2 separate regions of the Mus musculus genome follow, and region 2 is linked to region 1. Evidence: chromatin contacts called from public HiChIP or PLAC-seq data. All regions are on one chromosome and are shown on one strand. Each heading gives the region's core, a stretch centred on a gene start, on an enhancer-like site or on the middle of the called end of the contact. The rest is flanking DNA. Distances are from core to core; before and after follow the strand shown. Region 1 has its middle 82 kb from the start of Gm48957. Region 2 overlaps Myo10 (myosin X).

The links. HiChIP or PLAC-seq counts read pairs in DNA pulled down with a chosen protein or histone mark.
Region 2: an H3K27ac HiChIP or PLAC-seq map of trophoblast stem cells shows a contact between it and region 1, with 3 times the contacts expected there. The contact joins two enhancer-like sites. A contact is called at or near these places in 3 of 115 datasets of contacts at active chromatin or transcription factors (embryonic stem cells, extraembryonic endoderm stem cells and trophoblast stem cells) and 1 of 9 other capture datasets (embryonic stem cells).

Annotation. Positions count from the first base shown.
Region 1 is chr15:25,493,303-25,498,104 of GRCm38.p6, reverse strand. No RefSeq gene overlaps it. Among named protein-coding and RNA genes, the nearest start is that of Gm48957, 82 kb to the right of the region's middle. Within about 2 kb of position 3,209, at least 54 of the 459 cell types and tissues checked have an H3K27ac peak or open chromatin away from gene starts, as enhancers often do. A contact at or near this core is called in trophoblast stem cells, where this site is marked.
Region 2 is chr15:25,650,369-25,655,399 of GRCm38.p6, reverse strand. All of the region lies in intron 1 of Myo10 (myosin X), which reads right to left. Among named protein-coding and RNA genes, the nearest start is that of Myo10, 30 kb to the right of the region's middle. Within about 2 kb of position 2,234, at least 58 of the 459 cell types and tissues checked have an H3K27ac peak or open chromatin away from gene starts, as enhancers often do. A contact at or near this core is called in trophoblast stem cells, where this site is marked.

The DNA.
Region 1 (4,802 bases), core at 1,960-4,459:
TACAATTCTGGATTGGGTTTTTAAATCATAGCTTGTTTCTGAGTTCAATATGCCAAAATCCCCCCCCCCTTTTTTTTTCCTCCTATAGTTTTATCAGTGCTAGGTGTATTGTTGACATACCTGGTTTGAGTTCTTAAGGATCACAGCTTGGAGACAGACAGCTCCCAGCTTCTACTCTTGGGGTTCCAGCTGTGTTTGCTTTGGAGTGGAGGGTTGGCCTTACTAGGTATGTTCACTCCCAGAGTCCCCAGAAAGCTGCAAAGAACAGGAACTTTTAGCTGGGGTTTCTGGGCAAGCCAGTTGCTTGCTTGTCTGTTGTGGAATGACGTCTGTCCTAATTGTGTCTAACTGTTGGGGCTCTTGCTTCCACCTCCAGGACTAACAAGTTTGTCCCCTCGTTTGCTTGCCTAGCCTGAGATTCTTTCTTCCTCATACTTAGTGAGCTTTTTGGAAATGTCTAATTAAACTTGTCTTTGAATAAACTTCATTCTGTTAAATTTCAGCTTTACTGACCATGGTGGCTAAGTGATCTTCCTTCTTACATACTACTTAACAGTTCCACCCTCTCGATCGCTTATATATTCTTCTTAGAATTGCAATTAGTTTTAAAATTACAGAAGTTCATGTGACATGAGTACCACCTGGTCTCTTTCCCCTTCTGAATGTGCCTTTATCTTCCCACAAATCATGCATCAACTGTCTCTGTTCTTTACGGTTGAGGTTTGAAAGATAAACAATATCCTGCTTTGCATTGTGTGTGGAAAACTTGTATATACTTCCTAAACGTCAAAGGGCCATTTTCTCTTTTGCTAGGGAGATTTGGAGAGACAGGCAGGTGGCAACAGTGTCTCATTTGATATCTCATGATCCGGTGTTTGTGAGCACGGCGGATAGCAGAACTCTCCAGAACAATGTCTTCAGGTTGAACATCTTTATTGGGTGGAGTCTGGTTATGTCTGCTTTTCATAGAGGTGTGTTTATACAGCTTCTGAAACTCAGTTAAAAAAAAAAAAAAGGACATGAGATCAGGATTTGAGCTAAACAGCAAGATAGGGAAGAAAGAAAAGAAGGAGGAGGAGGAGGAGGAGGAGGAAGAAAAAGAAGAAGAAGAAGAAGAAGAAGAAGAAGAAGAAGAAGAAGAAGAAGAAGAAGAAGAAGAAGAAGAAGAAGAAGAAGAAGAAGAAGAAGAAAATGGGCTGGAGCCATGACTTGGCAGTCAATAGCACTTTCTGGTTTTGCAAAGGGCCTGAGTTTGGTTCCCAGCACCCACATCTAGTAGCTCACAACAGCCATAACTCTATTTCTAGGGACATCTGCCACCCTCTTTTGACCTCCCCAGGTACCTGTATTCACATACATCCACCCAATGCATATAATTTGAAAACAAAATTTAAAAAGTCACTGAAAAGAAAGGAGGGAGGAGAAGAAGCAAAGGAAGAGAAGAGAAGAAGGAGTCACAGGTCAGATGAAGGGAAGTGTGAGGTTTGGAGGCAGGGACATAGATGAGATGTCTAGAAAGACACCAGGACAGGCATGGAGAGCACAGACTACTGGCATTTAAAGGAACTTCAGGATATCTTTGTTCTTTTGTGTTGACAGAGGAAATGGACTGCTGTTCAGCTCCCAGACTCTCTGCCTGTGTACTCCAGGTCCACACTGTCTGTGTGAAGGCCATGCTGATCTCTCAGAGACTTTCCCAGGCATCTGAACCAAACGATCTTATAGGCTCTGTGCAGAAGAGAGGGAAGGAAATGAGCCGTAGAGGAGCCAGGGAGGGGGAGAGAGGCTCTAGGGAAGATCTTGCAGCAGAGAAACCAACAATGGGAGAGTAAGCAAAGACTGGGGTTTGAAGGGATGGCGTTGGAAGAGGACAGTGATGGACAGATAGGGCAGGATACAGTGGGAGAGGAGGCTTCTGAGGTCAAGGGAAAGAAGCGGATATACATGGCTATAGCTCATTTCCTGTGGGTTGTGCTTTATCTAGCCAAATAGCAGGGTCAAAATGACCATGCCCTCCCATGCTAGTGTTTCGTCACATACGACACAGTTAAAAACTGGGAGCAACCACAGTGCTTTGTTTGTAACTCTATCACTTCTTCAAGTGAGAAGATTCTGTTGATTTTTCTTCCCTTATCTAACATTAATGTATTCTGTTGGGGTCAACTGTAATTTAACGTTAAATGTTTACCTTGGATGTCGGGGCTTAAGGTTGAAACCGGGATCCTGGGAATGCCTGATTGCAGCATTTGCAAAACGATCACGGGAGAAAGGATATTCATTTAGTTGACTGCCAGTACACTTCTAGCTTTATTCATTTGTTTCAACTGAAGCCCCCTGCACTCTATTGCTAGAGAGACTGAGTGCCCTTCTGTGGCCACCTGTAGTTCTGATGCAAGCACAGTATGCACTAGATGCTGATCTAATAAGTCTGTCACCGAGTCCTGTGGGCAAGATGCTTTCATCTTAGACAACAAGATTAAAACAGCCCAAGATCTCTCTCTCTCTCTCTCTCTCTCTCTCTCTGTCTCTCGCTCTATGTCTCTGTCTCTGTCTCTCTCTCACACACACACATACACACACACATGCACACTCACACACGTATGCTCACATACACACACACAAGCACACTCACTCTCACATACCCTCCCCCCTTCCACACGGAGGAGTCATTACTAAGAAGACAGATGTTATCATTGCTTTCCCCAAAAGCAGAGTGAACTGAGATTCAGTCGAGCTTAGGCGAGAGGCAGTGAGACCAGGTCTATGTGATGCTTTAGTCACAGGAGGAGAGAAAGATGCTGGATCCCCTAGACCAAGTCAATGGTGGTCAGAACGGAGAGAAGATGGACTTCAAAGCTGATGAGGAGCCACGGCTCAAAGATTCAGTGATGACTGAAGTTAGGAATTCAGGCCTGGGTCACTGGGTTAGAAATGCGAAGGGTCTGGCCTGCCCCTCCCCTTGGCAAAGGTTACGACCCCTTTCCCTGTGGCCATATGTCCTGTGTTAATACTTAAAGTGTGGCTTTAACTCATGCAAGACATAAAGCTGGTGACATCCATTATGTATCCAGGAGCCAAGGAACTGGGCGTGTACTGTGGATGGTGATGGTGTCTCACCCCTCCTTCCTCACTCTTCCCCTTGTATGAGGGTGGCTGTCTCCAAATGCTGAGGCAGTAAATGACTCACACCACTGTCAGCCTCTGGTAAAGGCCTTTAACTCCTAGGAGCCATCCTGTCTGAACTCTTTTTATAAATACTCCAGTAAGCCCCACTCCAACACCCTCCCACTGACCGCAGCCTGAGAAGTAACAAAACCCCAAGCCTCCTTACCACTAGGTGGTTAGATGACTGCGGAAAGGCCTCTTCACACGAACTCTGAAGGCTGAGACCAGCCTGCCCTGGAGACCATATCCTACCTTCCTCTTCCTCACCTCACTCTGCCCCCTTCTCTCACTCTCTAACATGGGTTGCATGTTTCCCCTCAAATTCAGAGGTTGAGGTTCTGAATCCCCATACTCCAAGTGTGGCTGCATTTGAGAGCTGATAAGGCCTCGTGGGCCTGTTAGCCTCATCCAACCTGACTGCTGCTTTCATAAGGAGTGAGTAGAATGTCTTAGTTAGGGTTCTACTACTGTGAGCAGACACCATGACCAAGGCAAGTCTTATAAAGGACAACATTTAATTGGGGCTGGCTTACAGGTTCAGAGGTTCCGTCCATTATCATCAAGGCCAGAGCATGGCAGTATCCAGGCAGGCACGGTGCAGGAGGAGCTGAGAGTTCTACATCTTCATCCGAAGGAAGCCAGGGGCAGACTGGGCATCCTCAGGCAGATAGGAGGAAGATCCCCCCAAGCCCATCCTCACAGAGACACACTGCCTCCAACAAGGCCACACCTTCTAATAGTGCCTCTCCCTGGGATGCTCATATACAAACCGTCACAGGGAGACAGGACAGGAGAGACACAGAGCAGATGTAGGGGATGTCTGCCTGAGAGAGAGAGAGAGAGTGAGAAAGAGAGAGAGAGAGAGAGAGAGAGAGAGAGAGAGAGAGAGAGAGAGAGAGAGAGATTGGGAGTAGCTCAGAGGTTGAGACTCACAGCCTCACAGCCTGCACTGCCATGGGGGCAGATTCCTGATGCATGGAACTGGAGCGATGGAAACTGTTCACCTTCTCACGTGCAGTTTTGAAGCACAGTCTCTTGACGGATGCACTGCACAAGAGGATCCTGGACTCAGACCTCGCATTTAGGGAATCAGGCTGAAGAAACAAAGTGCATGCCATACTCCAAAATGAGCTAGCCTTTCATCGGTCATTTTATTGATTTCTTAGTCCAGAGTTAACATCCAGGCCAAGAGACTCTGAAGGCAGTCTGTTCTGCAACCTGCCTTTCAGGATGTATCTCTGAGGGTCTTATGTATAAACAGCACTGGGATACATAAGTCTTAATAAAATACCAAAGGACATAGTTTCATCTGAGAACAGTGTTTTCCTTCTAACAGTTGTTTAACTAGATTCTATATTCCCACCCCAATATTTATTTATTTATTTTACTAATATGCATGTGTGTGTCTCTGTGAGCATACACTATATGAGTATTGGTACCCAAAGAGGCCAGAGGGTCATCAGATACCCCGGAGCTAGAAACACACAGGTCTGGGAATGGGAAGCCCAGGCTCCAGTTCTGGTTCAACGAGCTGCAACTGCGTGATTTTTAGACCCTTCCCCACACTCAGCCTCAAGTTAATTTTAACCCCCTGCCCCCTACTAAACCAAACCAAACTGAACCAAACCAACCAACCA
Region 2 (5,031 bases), core at 985-3,484, 160 kb before region 1:
ATGATGCTCTCAGACAGGGCCACTCCTCTGGCTGGAGAGCACTCAGAAGCAAGGACTGGGATCTCAGACACTCCTTCATGAACCAGCGAGTGAGGCAGTGGGGGGAATGCAGACACGCTGTTGCTTCAAAGTGAAGGTCTCAGTTTAGGAAGTTTGCAAACACACTAAGAAGTGGCAAAGATAATACACTAAGCTCTGTCCGTCCCCCACTCCCGCATCCTCTGTTACAGTTGCACTGAGGGACATGAGGTGCACGTTCTAGTTAGATTCCCCCAGACTTCCCAGTCCCATTTTCCCTATCTCGGAACCTCCTCCGGAACATTGTGTCTAGTGCTGTATCTCCCTGGTTCAGTTTCTCAGACTGGCTGCTTGACGGCCTTGACAATTTGTGACAATTTGGAGGAGCTCTGGTCATGGAGCTGCAGAATGTCCTTCAGTTAGTGATGCTTGGGTGTGTCCTGGTCACACTGTAGTTAGGCTTTGTGGCCTGAATGAATTGTCTAAGTTGCACGTGTTGGAACCGTGGTCCCGCCTGGATGAGTAGAGGCATAGGTGACAGGGGAGTGGCTTTGTTATGGGGCTTGCTCTGTCTCCCTAGATGATGTCCTCAGTCACATCATGATGTAAGGGGCCTCACCAACCATCAGCTGGACTTACCCTCCTTCAGAACTGTGAGTGAGATAAACGTTATCCTTTATAAATTACTAGCTTTGGGCACTTCACTTTGGCATACAAAACAGACCAGGACCAGGTTTTGAGTGACGATTCAGTCCTGAGTGTCATGTCAGACTGCCTTTAAGGGATCTTTATCACACTTCGCCAAGAGTACATGCATGCATTAAGATCCAGGAACTTCTTTTTTGTTTCTTATTTTTTGGGGGTGTCATCAGAACAGGGGAAACAAATATAATCTACTTCCTGGGGCCACAGGGCAAAACTGAGCAGCACTGAGAACACAGACGGCCGAACAACTGTTCAGGAGTTTTGTTCAATGATGCTGAGTCCAGTGAATCTAAACTTCATGCCAGGAGAAAGAATTTGGGAAATGTATTCAGAGTACCACAGGCAACATGTGTGATGACAAACACAGAGACAGAGATACACACAGAGAGAAAGAGAAACACACACACAGACAGACAGAGAGGCGGACAGAGAGAGAGAGAGAAACAGAGTCAGAGACACACAGAGAGACAGAAACACACAAACACAGAAAGGGCAAGAGAGTGAAAGCGAGGGTGAGCGAGCAACCGATCGAGAAAGAGAGAGAGAGGGAGGGAGGCAGAGGGAGGGAGAGAGGGAGAGAGAGGGAGAGAGAGAGAGAGAGAGAGAGAGAGTGTGTGTGTGTGTGTGTGAGTGTGAGTGTGTTCTGGGTGTGAATGGGCTTAGTCCCTAGAGGCAAACGGAAGCCTGGAGCTGAAAGTCCAATTTTCTGCAAAGTGCCAACTGAGGTTGAAACTCCCCGTAAATGGGTTTACAGAGCTCCCCTTAATGACCACCTATAACTATTAACAGCACCACACAGCTCAACAATTGAGACATTCACCTTTGTCTAGCCCAGGAACAAGCAGTCTAAGACACCTTAGGGCCCAGCTCTGGAAGGCTCTAACCCTCAGATCGCTCCTGGGGCCAATAACATGTGGACAAAAATGACTTCCACAAACAATACAGTGTCTTTGTTCTTCAAATTGCATTTACAAGACACAAGCACACCACGGCTGCGTCATCTTGAAGGATTAGATTTCACTTGGATCTCCACTGCTCCACACTTGGAAACCCACAAAGTCACCAGTTGGAATACACGGGGGTACTTAGTCAAAGTACCACTGAGCTGAACTCAAGATATTCTTCACCTTAGTTCAAAACAAAGGCCTCAACCTCCCTCTCATCCAGGAAGCCACTCACCACTGACACCCACTGTCAGAGGAATGCCAGCTTAGGAAGCCTCCCCAGAGAGACCCTGCATCACTCAGAGTAACTCCACAGGCTAAAAACTCTAGAAACCCCAACTTTCATAAACCACACCAGCAGCAATTAAGCCCATGACCGCCATCCCTCATGGCAGCTTCACTTGGCTGGAAGAATGCACAGGTGAGTGCATGTACAAAGAGCTGCATCCACACGATCAGGATGCAGTCCCAACTGCTCGCCCCTTCCCGTGTCAGACCCTGCTCCCTCTAGACTGAGAAGTTAAGCCCTGTCTTCCGTTCACAGGCAGGACTAGAAAAACTGTACGCAAAGTCAGCCATGACTCAGGCTGCAGTCAGCAGCAGCCAGCAAATTTCCCATCAGCTCTCACAGGATGGGGATTTTCATGATTTCCTTCACAGTAGAGTCAAGCTACAGGGAAGACTTCAAAAGTTGCTAGTACCCAAGGACAAAGTGAAGATGTGAAAAACTTCAGCCTCAGGGCTGGGTCCTCATGCAGTCAGTGGCTGGGGTTGGTCTCGCTGGACTAAGGCAGGGTCTTCCTTTCCTTTCCTTTAGGGCATGAAAACTCACCAATTCAGTGACTATCTTAGCCAGGGTTTATCACTGTGATGAAGCATCATGACTAAAATCAACCTAGAGAGGAAAGGGTTTGTTTGGCTTACATGTCCTGAATCACAGTCCACTGAGGGAAACCAAAGCAGAAAAGCAAACTGCGCAGGAACCTGGAGGCAGGAGCTGATGCAGAGGCCTCGGAGGGCGCTGCTTTCTAGCTTCCTCATGGCTTCTTTAGCCTGCTTTTTTTTTTTTTTTTAATAGAACTGGAGACCACTAGCCCTGGGTGGTACAACACTGAATGGGCTGGGCTCTCTCACAATCACTAATTAAGGTCATGCCCGAAAGGCCTGCCTACAGCAGAGTCTTCCAGGGGTATTTTGTCAGTTGAGGTTCCCTCCCCTCAGACAACTCTGGCTTGTATAAACTAGACACAGAACTAACCAAGCCAGCACAGAGACCCTCAAACCTACTCTGACTGGGAAAACATCCCAAGAAACAGACAGTGGCTTTCAGCTTAAACACAGACCACAGGGTACAAAAAGCCACCGATGCAGAGTTGGTCCCAGAGGGAAAAGCCTCAGCTCCAAGCAAAGCCGAGGAGGGTCAGGGGTACATAGTCTGTCCAACGATGGACCTCACCGCTCCTAGGGAGTTTACTATGAAACCCTAGTAGACACCCCCACAGCTATAATTTCCCTCTATAATGAACACCCAGTGCAATCCAAGTTCTTGCTTTGAAATTATTGAGTTGAAAGGTCAGTGTAAAATATGTCATTTGAAACATTTTTTAAAAAGTTCCCGTGTGTAACCAAACAGCTTGCTAAACCAGGGCTTTCGTGTTTCCAATGTCCCTACCCTCCTGGAACCTGAGCCACCAGTGCAACTGTTTTGAGAGGTGGAGTCGTTGGGTCAGGAGAGCAAAGGTTCATGAATGGACTGATGGTCGTATTTAGGGAGGAGTGAGTTATCACCCTTGGGGGTTGGCTCCCTTCTATCTCTTTTCAGAGAAAGAAAGCTTTAGAAGCTCAGGCAGTTGCAGCCAGCCTTAGAAACGAAGAATACTCTTCGTTAGCATGCCTTGGGGACTCTGCAACGCGCAGCCACTGAGAAAGTACGATGGCATCCCACTCGACAGCATCAGCAGTTGCCCTCCAAGTGTGTGAAGCAAGCATCTCTGTATAGATGCGCATCTGTGAAGCCCACACCTCTGCCCTTCAACTGACAAGGAACCTTAATCCTTCCACACAATGCACAATGCTGTGCCCTCTCCTTCCCCCATGGCAAGCTGGAAGATCTCTCTCCAGCTGCACAATCTAAATGCTTTGTTTTCCATACAAATGTCACAAAGGTGTGTCAACGGGACAACAGATATCTACAAAAGCGCCCTCTGCCTGGATGCTGCACAGAAAGATACCTCTTCTTGGGGAACATGTTTAAGAGGAGAAGTTCTAGCATCACTGTAAACAGCAGAGCCAACAGGGTGCAAACATTTCGACTCCTGGAAAAAGAACCAAAATGGCTCTGGAGGGGTTGCTCAAGCAGTTGGTTGGGAGCACCCGCTGGTTTTCCAGAAGCCCAGCATTCAGTTCCCACTACACACGTGGCGGCTCAGAACTGCCTGGAAATACCGTTCCAAGGGAGCCTACACCGCCTTCGGGCTTTGGTGAACATGAGTTACACATGTAATTCATGTCTACATAAGCAGGTAAATGCACTAGAACGTAAAAATAGAGAAATCTGAAGGGAGAGCAAAAGGACGCTTAAGGGTTTTTTGCTACTGCTGCTGTCTGCACATATACTGAGGCTCAGGCTGGCAAATGTTAGCCGTGCATGCATGGGGACCTGATTTCAGATCCCCAGTGCCCAGGGGGATAAAAGCCAGGCATGGAGACGAAGTCTGAAATCTTAGTTCTAGAAAGGCAGACAGGAGTAGGTCTCCTCCAGGGTCAGTGAGAAGTCCTGCCTAAAAAAAGGGGAAGGGTGCAGGGGTGCTGGGGGGGGGGGTTGGGGGGGAATGAAGAAAGAATGTATAGAAGCAATGGAGGAAGGAACTCAGGGCTGACCTGTGTATGTTCTCTTCCTCATATGAATATACACTCCACACTCCATCCACAACACACTCCGAACAAGGACATTTTAATTTTAAAGAATGCAGGCACAAACACAAGCAATAGCAAGTTCGTCCCCGGCAGCTAACTGGGAATTCAGAACCATCAGCACCAACTCACCAAATGTGTGTAAGCCCAAAGGGTGACTAAAGGTCTCTAGCCGCTAATCAGGACTCCACCTTGGTCTAAGAAAGCTGGCCTACAGCACACACACCCTCCTGTCAACAGTCACAGATGCCAGATAAGAGGACCTTCTGAGCCACATGGCGCTGGCAGGCAGGGAAGTGAAATTCCCCAGGAGGCTGTGTGGGGCAGCAGTGGGAAATTGCAGGAGCTCTTCCCAGCCTCCTTCCCAGGGAGCCTCCTTCAGCAGTGACCAGATCCTTAGGAACCCTTCTTGTCTGCCTGTTACATTCTCAGGTGGAGCCGTGGATGCAAT